2 separate regions of the Cricetulus griseus genome follow, and region 1 is linked to region 2. A link is a contact called in public Hi-C data. All regions are on one chromosome and are shown on one strand. Each heading gives the region's core, a stretch centred on a gene start, on an enhancer-like site or on the middle of the called end of the contact. The rest is flanking DNA. Distances are from core to core; before and after follow the strand shown. Region 1 holds the start of Pfdn5 (prefoldin subunit 5). Region 2 overlaps Rarg (retinoic acid receptor gamma).

Region 1 (6,164 bases), core at 1,409-3,908, 79 kb after region 2:
GAACAATGGGTCAGTTTTGGAATGGAACTATTAGTATGCTGGGAGCTGGGCCTCCTGGACAGACCAAGACCCTAATTGACAGTGCTTTCCCCTCAGGCTGGGGCCTCATCAGTTCTGAACCAAGGTGTGGATCCACGGAATACCTTCTATGTCCTAAACCCTCACAATAACCTGTCAAGCACAGAGGAGAGATTTCGAGCCAGTTTCAGCAGGTCTGGAAATGAGGGCAAAAAGGGGGGGGGTAGAGACATCACACAGGGGCAATATATGTGCTCTTGCTCTAGAATCAGTTATTGCATCTCATTTCTGTCTCCTGTTCCCCTTTTCCCTCTTTGCTACATGGTGTCTGCCACATACTGACTTCTGTCTGTTCCTTGCAGTGAAGCTGGCTGGAAAGGAGTGATTGGGGAAGTGCCAAGCCTTGAGCAGGTGCAGGCTGCCTTGACAGAGCGTGACTTATATATGTGAGCGTTTGGGTCAGGGAAGTAGGGTGAGGTGCATTCTAGAGGACAGTATCACTATGGGTTGATTTGACATTGTAGAGTCTCTGGAAACCGGTAGGGGCCTAGGAATGATGACTCAATAATTATTTATGTCCCTTCCTCTGCCTTAGCTATGCAGGGCATGGAGCTGGTGCCCGATTCCTTGATGGGCAGGCTGTCATGCGGCTGAGCTGCAGGGCAGTGGCCCTGCTGTTTGGCTGTAGCAGTGCAGCCCTCGCTGTGCATGGAAACCTGGAGGGAGCTGGTATCGTGCTCAAGTACATCATGGCTGGCTGGTAAGGCCAAGGAATGAGACCCACTGTAGGGTATTAAAACTCTTGTCCCTATCCCCAGGTTTCTCCTGTCTCCTGTCTAGGGCCCTCCTAGAACTATAAGCCAAGGGAGCTCCTCATTGCTCGAAGCCTCTTTACATATCTATCACCAATAATGTTTTCCAATATTTCTGTTACATAGCCCTTACTTTGTATTTCTTTTTTCTTCGCAGCCCCTTGTTTCTAGGTAATCTCTGGGATGTGACTGACCGTGACATTGACCGTTATACAGAAGCTTTGCTGCAGGGCTGGCTAGGAGCAGGCCCAGGGGCCCCCCTTCTCTACTATGTCAGCCAGGCCCGCCAGGCTCCTCGACTCAAGTATCTTATTGGTGCTGCACCTGTAGCCTATGGCCTACCTGTCTCTCTACAAACACCCTGAAGCTGTTGTATTTATGGTAGAAGCTATGTGTCTACCTACCAACTTAGTTTTAACTATTTAGAATTTTTAAAGTGATTTTCCCTGGTGTTTTGTATGAAATGTTTCCTTTTAATGTGACCTTAATAAAAGATATACCAAGCCTCATTTCAAGAGCATCTACAGATCTGATAGCTCCTTCCCTCAACTCCTGCTGTGCAGATATAAGCAGGTGGAAGGAGCTTTGGGAAGAAAGCCAAAAGACAAAGTTGGGTGATAAAAATTTCTTTATGGTTTATTAAAATGCAAAATCCTGTGCACAAATATTAAAAAACAAAAAAGGGAGCCTGAGCTGAGACACAAGCCACCTCTACCCCCCACTGTTGCTGGCTTCCTCAGTCACATCCCCAATGAAAACCCCACCTCCTGAACAACAACAAAATGCCTCTCAGTTGGCTGGTAGACCAGTGACAGAATTCCCACAGTTGAGTGTGGCTGGGCCTTGGGTGATAGAGCAGGACAGAAGGTCATCAAAATGCCCCAGTGAAAGGCAAGCACAGGCAAGGAGAGTGTAGAGGGTGTGTTTAATGTCTCCATTGTCCTTGCCTCTGCTCAGTGATTTTAGAAACCACTGTTCTTCTCACTAGGGCTACTACACTTAGTCCAGATTCTATGAGCTTTTGCTACTCACAGACAGCTTCTGTCTCCCTACCTAAATTGTTTTGAGGAAGCATATATATTGTTTTTTCAAGACAGGACTTCCCTTGTGTAACAGTCCTGGCTGTCCTGGAACTCACAGAGATCCGACGGTCTCTGCCTCCCTAGTGCTGGGATTAAAGGAGTGGCCACCACCACCACCAGGCGGGGGAAGCATATATCTTACATTTATAAATCACTCATATTTAACACACGTAGCATAATTATGCTGGCACTAGACAGATGCTCAGCAGTTAAGGACACTGGATTGTTCTTCCAGACGACCTAGGTTCAGTTCCCAGTATTCAGATGGAGGCTACCAACTAAGTGTAACTCCAGCTCCAAGCAATCCAGCGTCCTTAACACTACACACACACACACACACACACACACACACACACACACACACACGCAGACAAAACAGACACACAAACTTAAGCTATATTTGTTGGTCGGTAGTTGGTGGCTCGTTAGCGTCCTTTCCACTTCGTTTGTCCTTTAAAGCACCGTTTCCACAAGCACCTTAGTGGTTCTGTCACAACACAGGCTCCCTCCTGGCCTGTCACCAGAGTTGTCCTATCAACGTGCAGCAGCGTAAACAGCTTTACAATCTTGCGGTTGCGTCCTAAGGACTTTCAAGAGTTTCCAGTTCCTTGAAGGCTAAAGCCCTGTTTTTTGCTGCTGAGTCGTGCTGGCTCTAGTATACTCAGCGTCTCCGTTATCCTCTATAAATCAAGCTGGAGATCCTTCAGAGACCCAGGGTCATAGAGACGAGCAGCGCAGAGCGTATCCCCGGGCGGCACCACAGAAATATCGCGGAGGCTGGCTAGAGCGGCGCACGCCGAGCCGGCTTCCTCTTCGGTAGTCCTCCTACCCAACATGGCGCAGTCGATTAACATCACGGAGCTGAATTTGCCACAACTGGAAATGCTCAAGAACCAGCTGGACCAGGTGAGGCCCAGTCCCTTCACCTTCCTCGCGTACCACGTCCTCCGGCCGCGCGAAGTCGTTCGCCCCGCGCCTTCCCGTTGGGGAGGCTTCCTTTCCCAGGGAAACCCCTATCCGGTCCCAGGTCCCGCCCCCTCTGGCCGAGCCCAGCTGCCCTCTCGGGTCCCCGGGCTGACTGACCCCTTTTATCTCCGTTTCTGTAGGAAGTGGAGTTTCTGTCCACGTCTATTGCTCAGCTCAAGGTGGTGCAGACCAAGTACGTGGAAGCCAAGGACTGTCTGAACGTGCTGAACAAGAGCAACGAGGGTATGGGTGAGGCGGGTGAGGGCACCTGGGGAACCGTCGCTAGCCCGCGTCTCTGCCGTGTCCTCCCGCTCTGGTTTTCCGTAGAGAAAACTGCCCGTTACGTAGTGTGTATAGCCACACAAGGCCCTGCATGCTGCCTACGGGAAAGCTAAAATGCACAAGACATCCCTCAGCTCCCGTCACCTCTGTTGCTGTTCTTTTCACTGTCTGGATGCCCCGTAGGAGCTCCCTCCCCCTAACGTCTTCACGTGGGAGCGGCCAGCCTTCCCCAGCTGTTTGTCTTCATTACTTTCACAGGAAAAGAATTACTGGTTCCGCTGACGAGTTCTGTATCCTTTCCACAGGAAATGCTACCTTACCTTCTTTCTCCGTCATTCCCCCAAACCGGGAGAATTTTGATAACAGTCAGCCAAAGATTTTAAGAACAATCATAGCCGGCATGGTGATAGGGAACCCATGGTGATCCCAGCACTTGGGAGGCAGAGGCAAGTGGATCTCTGTGAGTTCGAGACCAGCCTGCTCCACAGAACGAGTTCTAGGACAACGAGGGCTACACAGAGAAATCCTGGCTTGGAAACCAAAAAAAAGAGTCATACACATTTCATAATTCTCTTGTCTTAACCTAGGACCAGTAGCTATCCAATACTTTCTTTCCATCAGAGTTCAATGAAGAATTGAAGTGTAATGTTTCTCTTTGCTGTGTGGGATGTTCATCTAATATGGAGATAAAACTGGCAGTTGGTTAAAGCAATAGGGAAATAGTAAGATAGTGAAATTGGGAACTTGGCTCTGTTAGTTTCATCTTAATTGTGGCTCATTCCAAAACTACTTTTAATAAGAAACCTAGATTGTTTTTCCATTTGTTGAAAATAATCCGTGAAACCGCAGGCTAAGAGAGAAACCTAATTTGTGAAGATTGCTTAAGTTAAATAATAGTGATAGTGTGGTGCTGGAGAAATGGCTCAGTGGTTAAGAGCACTGGCTGCTCTTCCAGAGGACCAGGTCCAATTCCCAGCACCCACACTCCAGTTTCCAGGATCTGACACTTTGACACCAATGCACTAAAACAAATTTAAGTAAATTATTTAGTGGGTAAAAATGTGCAGAAACACATACAACCTCAGTTTAATCCAATAACCACATGGTGGAAGGAGAAAACCAACTCCCAACCTCCACACATGTTCCATGGCATACGCACTTGTGAAAACATGTATACAAAAGCCAGTAAATGTAATCTAAAAGTTAATGATGATCTGAGGCTGGAGAGGGGGCTTAGTGCTTAAGAGCACTTCTTGCTCTTGCAGAGAACCTAGTTTGGTGTAGATAACTCCAATTCCGGGGATCCAGCAACCTTTCCCAACTTATGCAGGCACCAGGCATGCACACGATGCACATATATACAATCTAAAAAAAAAGTTGTAAGAATTTGTAGTAATCCATCAGGATTTATGGCTGGGGTGGATGAGGCTAGCTATCTACTTTCACTGTTCTAGAACCTTGGGAAAGCACAGTTGCCATCTAATCTCTCTTTGTGGAAAGCTAATGGAGAAATCCTGGTGGGATCGGGACAAGTCGGTGTTCCAGCTTCTGTTGTCTTCACAAGGAACCAACTCTGTTGCTTGGGGTTATGGCTCTGGCTGACAAAACTGTGTGTTTTCCCTTAATCCTTGCTTCTCAGATGTATGTCCCTGGGAAGTTACATGATGTGGAACATGTGCTCATTGATGTGGGCACTGGGTACTATGTGGAGAAGGTGAGTTGGTAAGAAGCTTACGGATGTCCTCTGAGAGGTGGGGTCTTCTTTTATTCCCTTACTGACCTCCCATCTTGCAGACAGCTGAGGATGCCAAGGACTTCTTCAAAAGGAAGATAGACTTCCTTACCAAGCAGATGGAGAAGATCCAGCCAGCCGTTCAGGAGAAGCACGCCATGAAACAAGGTCAGTTCTGTAAAACTCTGTCTATGATTGTCTGTCTGTCTGTCATGTCTCTGGGAGGTGGAGGGGAAGCACATGAGTGCCATGGTACATGTGTGGAGGTTGGGGGGAAATTTTCAGGAATTGGTTTTCTCCTTTCCTCCTGGGTTCTAGATATTAAACTCTTGTCATCTGGCTTTGTGGCAAGTGATTCCAGCTGTTAAGCCATCTCCCCTGGGAACTCCTGGCCTCCTTGAAAAAGAACATTTATTGCATAAGGCATGAGTGAATGCATGCATCTGTAATCCCCAAGACTGAGGAGGTTAAAGCGGGAGGATTGCGTAGCAGCAGCCAGGTTTTGTGGTACACACTTTAATTCCTCCATTTCAAGGCCGGTGTGGACTTCATGAGACTCTTGTTCCCACCTCCCAAAAAGACTTAATTGGTTTAGGCTTGGGGGAGAGACATACAGTAGTGAGAGTGCCTAGCATGCTGGTTGGCTGTGGCATACACCTTTGATCCCAGCACTTGGGAGGCAGAGGCAGGCAGATCTCAGTGAGTTCGAGGCCAGCCTGGTCTACAAGAGCTAGTTCCAGGACAGCCAGGACTGTTACACAGAGAAGCCCTATCTCAGAAAAACAAAAAAACAAAAAAACAGAGTGCCTTGCATGTACATGTCATGGGTTAAATCCTTGGCACCACAAAAAAAAAAAAAAAAAAAAAAAATTTACATGTTTGCATATATGTGTAAATATAAGTAAAATGTATGTGTATATATGTGTGTGTGCCCACATACATAATCCATGTACAATACTATCCATTTAAATGAGAAATCCAGCTGTATGTTGTGGGGCACACCTGTAATTTTAGTACTCAAAAGGCTAAGGCAAGAGTTTTCCAGGTTAGAGGCCAGGCTAAGGTACATACCAAGATCCTGTCTCAGAAAACACAGGGGCTGGTGAAATGGCTTGGTGGTTAAGAGCACTTAATGTGCTTGTAGAAGACACAGGTTCAGATCCAAGCACCCATGTGGCAGCTCACAACCACCTACAACTCCAGTACCGGGAGATACGACTTCTGAGTCTCCTATATGAACATGGTGCACATACATCTGCTCAGGTGCACATG
Region 2 (6,196 bases), core at 1,946-4,445:
AAGGAGGGGCCAGCCTGGAGCCATCTCAGGATCTGTCCTGTGAAAGAACAGAGGAGGGGAGGGACCAGACCAAGCCTCCTGCCCTACCATACAGAAGGAGAAAAACTCTAGTGCCCAGGTTACAGAAGAATGGTCAAGAAAGGGGAGAATGGTAAAGGGCTGTGGCCTACAGGGAGCCAATCTAATAGGACAAGAAAGCAGCTACATGCAGGCTAGGTCTGACAGTCAGGGAAACTGGAAGGCAATGGGGAAGGACCACAGACTAGGACAGGATGGAAGAGAACCTACCTTCTTTGGACATGCCCACTTCAAAACACTTTTGTAGCCGGCAGTACTGGCAGCGATTCCTGGTTACTTTGTTGATGATACAATTTTTGTCACGGTGACATGTATACACCATGTTTTTCTGGATGCTGCGTCTGAAGAAGCCCTGAATTTGGGATCAGGAGGAGTATCACTGAAACAGGATGCTGGGCTGGAAAACCAATATTTCTTACAATACAGGTGGCCCCAGGCCTGACCCAATCTGTTTTTTTGTTTGTTTTGATTTTTCGAGACAGGGTTTCTCTGTGTAGCTTTGTAGACCAGGCTGGCCTTGAACTCACAGAGATTCATCTGCCTGCCTCTGCCTCTGAGTGCTGTTTTGTTTGTTGTTTGTTTATGGCAAGAGGAGTGCTGGAGAATGACTGAACACAGGGCCTTCTGCATGCCAGAAAGCATTCTACCGCTGAGCTGTGTCCTCAGCACCTCACCCAATCTGTCAATCATCCATGCACAGAGCAGTCCCTCATCCCACACAGACAAAACTCATGTGAACACAGCACCTGGGACACCCATCTTTAAAATATCTCTTCATTATATTTATTTATTTTGTGTGCGTTGGGGGTGGAGGGTGCATGTGCAACCACAGGGTGCAAGTAGAATTCAGAGTAGTTATTTGTTTTCCTTCTACTATGTGGGTCCCGGGCTTGGCACCAAATACCTTTTCCTACTAACCCATCTAAAGGGAAGGGTGCCCCCTCCAGGATATTGTTTTTGCTAAGAGGGTCTCTCTCTCTCTCTCTCTCTCTCTCTCTCTCTCTCTCTCTCTCTCTCTCTTTGTTTTGTTTTTCGAGACAGAGTTTCTCTGTGGCTTTGGAGGCTGTCCTGGAACTAGCTCTTATGGACCAGGCTGATCTTGAACTCACAGAGATCCACCTGCCTCTGCCTCCAGAGTGCTAGGATTAAAGGCTTCTGCCATCAACGACGACGGGCCAAGAGGGTCTCTTTTATGTGTTGCTGAGGTTTCATGTATGCTAAGCAAGCATTCTGCCTACCGGTCTACATTCCCCACCTTGTGTCCCCATCCTCCCCACCATATTACACACCTTGCAGCCTTCACATGAGCTGACCCCATAATGGTAGCCGGAGGACTTGTCATTGCATACAAAGCATGGCTTATAGACCCGAGGAGGTGGTGGGGGTGATGGAGAGCTGGGCACCATTTCCTCTGAGCTAGTGCTCTGTGTCTCCACCGCTGGGGGAGAAAACCAGTATGAGAAGGTCAGCTGAAGCAATCTCATCTAATGACCATCCTCTCTTCCTTTGGACCTGCTGGTGGCAGCTGTTGTCACCACTGTTCATAAGCCCTTAGCAGGTACTTACCCCCACCCCCCCACACACAGAAAGCTCAGACAGCCACTGTCATTGCAGCTTGCTGGGATTCCAGGCCTCTACCACCACCACCACCCCGACCCCACCCCAGCCCCCACCTGGCCAACTCTTCTATATCAATGCTCATTTCTCCAAATTCCAGACCAAGGCCAACCTAGAAGTTAATGTCTCTGCTTCTGTTTCCCCAATCATAAAGTTGGAGAGATGGCCCACTGGTTAAGAGCACTGACCCTAGAGGGACCCAGTATTCAATTCCCAGTATCTATGTGGTGGCTCACAACCATTTGTAACACCAGTTCCAGGGGATCCAGTTCCCTCTTCTAGCCTCTGTGGGCACCAGGCACATACACAGTACACAAAAACATACAGGCAAAACACCCATACCAAAAAATAAAATAAAAAAAAGGTACAGAGTGGAAGGGTTAGGGCTCGCTCCCTGGCACTCTGGTAACCCTGAGTTCCACCATCCTCAGCCTCTGGGAGCAATTGGGGCGTGGGCAGCAGATATGGAGGTCAATGGGGCAGTTACAGGCCACCTACAGCTGGCACCTGGATGAATGACTTAATTCATTTAATTCACTCCCAAGACCTCAGATCAGAAGGGAAGCATAACTGGTAGCGTGAGCAGCTCAGTTTCACACCGCCAGCTGACAGCAGAGACAAGGCTCTCAGGTCCTCTGACCAGAGCTAAGTGCCCTTTAGTGAAAGAAGAGAGAGACAGGTATTTGCTCAGATCCTTAGGTCTAGAAGCAGTGTAGGGTGAGCAGAGAGTCAGGTGACCTAGGGTAAACAGAGGTGAGGGGGAAGGGAGCTATCTCAGACCCTTTCTAGCCAGGCTTCACTCCTGGATTGCCTTCAGAAAATAGCAACTATAGTTTGTAAGGAGTCTTAGCCTAGGCCCAGAGTAGGGGAAGCCCACACTTTCTAGAGGTAGCTGCTAGGGACATGCCTTAGGCTGTGTGAGTGTGGGGCTCATCCTCAGAGGCTCAGGACATTTGAAAATTATTCTGCCTGAGGGACCTGTTGCCCACATTTGGAAGGCCCAAGTGACTGAAAGAAATCCTGAAGACCCTCAGTGAACTTTGAACCCACCTCCTGTAACACATCCTTCCTCTGACCCTCTGTAGCCCACCTGGTCGCAAGTCCATCTGACCCAAAGCAATAAGAGGGAGGCCCAAAAGCTGGGGTTCCAGACCAGTTCCACCCACCTTACAAAGAGGGAAGCCCTCCCCAACCACCCCACCCCCACCTACTAATTAGCATAAGAATCCTGCTGGAGTTAGATTCCCCCTGAAAGCAGTGGGGGCAGAAGGGTGCTGGGAGTTTATTCAAGACTGGGGGTGGGGCTGCCTGTGTATAGGTGCCGAGAGGCGTGGGAAGGACTGGAATGCCTTTTAGGTCCTTGCTCTTTCAGCCCATCCCGGGGTCCCCAGGGCATGTGCCTTGCCCATAGGCCTGTGCGTGGGGTGGTACTCTCTCCTGCACTGACACCCTCCTTACCCACAGAGCACTACCCCATTTCCTCATTTCCTCTCTTGCGCAAGGCCTGGGTGCGGTCAGACTGGCATGGGGTAGCACCAGCCAATTATAAGATAGAAGGCCCCAGAGAGCCTGCCCTTGGGCAGTTTTTCCCATCTTAGTGGCACTGTCACCCATTCTCGACAACCCTCTGGCACATCCCCACCTAAAGTGCAATCCAATGGCTCTGAGGTCACTGTGGGTGGAGGGAGCTAAAATGCTAACAGGGTCTTCTGGGACGCAGGGTGATCGCTGAGACCTCTACAGTGGGATGCTGTCCCTGGACTAAGAAGGGGCCCCTGCTGAGGAGGAGGGGGTGGGCTCTGGGGTTTTCTCCTTTTAAAGCCCAAATTGCTGAAATTGAGGAAATTCCTGGCCAGGCTGAGCGGAGCTTCAAACAAACTCGTTATAACCGGCTGTAAACGCTCCCAGCTGCGAGGCCCAGAGCTGAGCTGCCCAGACTCACAACCTAGTATATAGTATACATCTCCTTGAAGACACACACTTTTGTAGGCCAGCATCACACAGACACAAAAGCAGGCAGACTGACTGTGTGCTCCTTAGCTGGAGCCAGAACTCTACACAGAGGATCTCAGACATTAAACCACACTCACTCCATGTAGGTGGATCACACCCAAAACCCAACAGTGGGCTTCACATTTACAAGCCAACAACTCTACCCCCGTACAAACCACAGTGGGACAGCACTGAACACCAAGACACCAAAGTCCCCATCTAAGTGTCACAAACACACCATCCAGCTCTACTCTAAATCACTTTCCCTCTCTCAGAGTGTGGCGGGAGGCCTGCTGTTGGTTTTGTGTGCTCACGAGGACCCTACTGGCCAAACTTACTGGCTCAAACTAAAATGCAAAAACATTGAGCTACCAAGCCCAAACGGCCTCTAAAGGTCTACTGATCCCTGCCCAGGACCACTGTGGCCAACCCCCACCCCAAGACATCTCTACCTCCACCGCCAACCAACGTGCCTAATCCCCCATTATCCTGGGCATGACAAGTTTAAGAATTCACAGAAATTCGGTGCAATGTATTAGTACCATGTTTTCTCACCCTTTAAATAGCGCACTTCAATTCTTATCCCACCCAACCCCAATACTGTCTCCTGTGTTACCTCCCTTTCCCACTCTCCCAGTTGTTAAATCTGAGCAGCTCTGCCCTGTAACAAAAAAAAAAAACAAAAAACAAACAAAAAAAACAACTGAACTTGTAAACAGCGCTGCCGAGTGCCAAGGAGCGAGGCGCGTTGGCGGGGGCTCAGTGACCCGGCGTACACACTCCCCCAGCGCCAGCCACCCCGCCCGCTGCCCACCCATTCCCAGAGTGCCCCCGAGCCTATGTCTGCAGTCATCCGTACCCGGGCTACGAGTGCAGTGCCAACCCCCAGTAAATCTGGGCGCGCGCGCGGGGGGGGGTGTTCCAGGCTCCTATCCCAGCCGCTTCTCACAGCCCACCCCCGCCAGGCATTGTGGCCCAGGCTTCAAAGCCACTTCTCATCTGGACTTTATTTTTACTGCCTTTCAGTCCCCAGCTTTTTATTACCGCTCTGGAAAGGGGTTCCAGGGCCCCATGCCTGGCATCTCCCATTACAGAAAAGGGAAAGATGGATATTTGGGGGCCTTATGATTGTTCTTTCCTACGGGCTGTCACTTCCAGACCACCCCCCACTCCGTACACTTGGCTTTAAACTTTTCGCTTCCTGCTGAAGTTGTGTGTTGGAGCCACAGAAAAAAAGTCATCTGTCAAGACAACCAAATACAAGCTTCCAGTTTTTTGTTTGTTGTTTGTTTTCATGAGGATAAATGCAGAATCCATCTTTCTCCCTCTTCTATGCACCACCCCTTGCACCCCACAAGCAGAGCACACAGGATATTCTCTAGAACACAGCACTTTCCAAAACCGCCCCCGCAGCCACGCAAGGCACACGCCCTCCCGACCTCACGCCACAAACACCCCCACACTGGGCCACGCACATTTGCCAACCCAGGCGGAGGGTGACAGTGGGTAGAGGGACCCCCTACTCCACACCCACATCTCTTAGGCAAAGATCTGCACAAGTCAGAGATTCACAGGCTTTGCGATTTTTTTTTTTTTTAATGCTCCCAACTTCCCGCATGGACTTTACATACGCCACCCACTGTCCTGGGTGCTATATCCCTCCCAGACTAAGGACTTGAAAACACGCTAGCAAAATACATCGGCCTCTCCTATCTCCAGGAACTCGGGAGTGGCATCAACCAAAGCACTAACTAATACCCACCATAAAAACCATACACAACTCCAAACACTACAGCACTCACGCAAAGGAGACGGACTCAGGCCCTCACGTTTAAAGGGCCAGTACCTCACATAGAAAGGATCAGAATACCCCCGCTTGCACCCCAGTCCCAAACTTCACATACGGAAATAGCAAGCACCCGCTTCTGGTGCACCCAATACCCTACCCCCGAACTCGAATACCTACATTGTAGACTGGCAGGTTGCGCCCAGGCAAAAGACTCAAGTCCGGCGAAACAAGAGCTGCCAGTGGCTCTGCGTAGCAAGCCGGCCCCGGGCCCCGCGGCCCCATACAGCCGTCGCGGACCCGGGGCAAAGGATTCCATGCAGTCGTACATCGCGACCCGGCTTGGAGAGAAACTGGGTGCTAGAATACCAAGGACCCGCAGCCCATTCCCCCTCCTCCCCCCGCAGCGCCCTGCTCCTGGAGGGGGGAGGGGGAGGGCTAGCATAGGGCGCTGAGATGCATGGGGGGTAAGGGGTGGGCGGGGAAGAGGGGGATCCCCAGCAAGGGAAAGGACTGGGCGGGGCACGAAGGCGAAGCAGCAGCTTCTGCCTCGGTCTGGCTCACTTAGGGTGCCTGGGCAGCTAGCACTGTGGAGACCTTTTGTAAAAGCAGAGCCTGAAGGGATGGGGGTGGGGCTTGGAGAGGGAAGGGGGCCGGGCACCAAGATGAGCAGAGCTGGGAGTGGAGCACAAACACATTCGCATACGTCTACTCGCTGCGCGG

The links. Hi-C and Micro-C count contacts between places; a contact is called where the count stands out from the background.
Region 1: a contact with region 2 is called in a Hi-C map of the CHL-YN cell line, with 2.7 times the contacts expected there. The contact joins the promoter of Pfdn5 here to the enhancer-like site in region 2. A contact is called at or near these places in 3 of 8 Hi-C or Micro-C datasets (the CHL-YN cell line, fibroblasts and liver).

Annotation. Positions count from the first base shown.
Region 1 is chr2:398,703,569-398,709,732 of CriGri-PICRH-1.0, forward strand. It overlaps Pfdn5 (prefoldin subunit 5), which reads left to right and starts at 2,659. Exons shown (of 6, transcript XM_027396693.2): 1 at 2,659-2,818; 2 at 3,019-3,121; 3 at 3,419-3,450; 4 at 4,800-4,874; 5 at 4,955-5,060. The coding sequence starts at 2,747. Espl1 (separin) reads left to right here. Exons shown (of 29, transcript XM_027396688.2): 26 at 97-212; 27 at 381-464; 28 at 614-778; 29 at 988-1,339. The coding sequence ends at 1,195.
Region 2 is chr2:398,623,751-398,629,946 of CriGri-PICRH-1.0, forward strand. It overlaps Rarg (retinoic acid receptor gamma), which reads right to left. Exons shown (of 9, transcript XM_027396680.2): 3 at 1,368-1,516; 4 at 289-430. Among named protein-coding and RNA genes, the nearest start is that of Itgb7, 10 kb to the left of the region's middle. Within about 2 kb of position 3,196, at least 2 of the 6 cell types and tissues checked have open chromatin away from gene starts, as enhancers often do.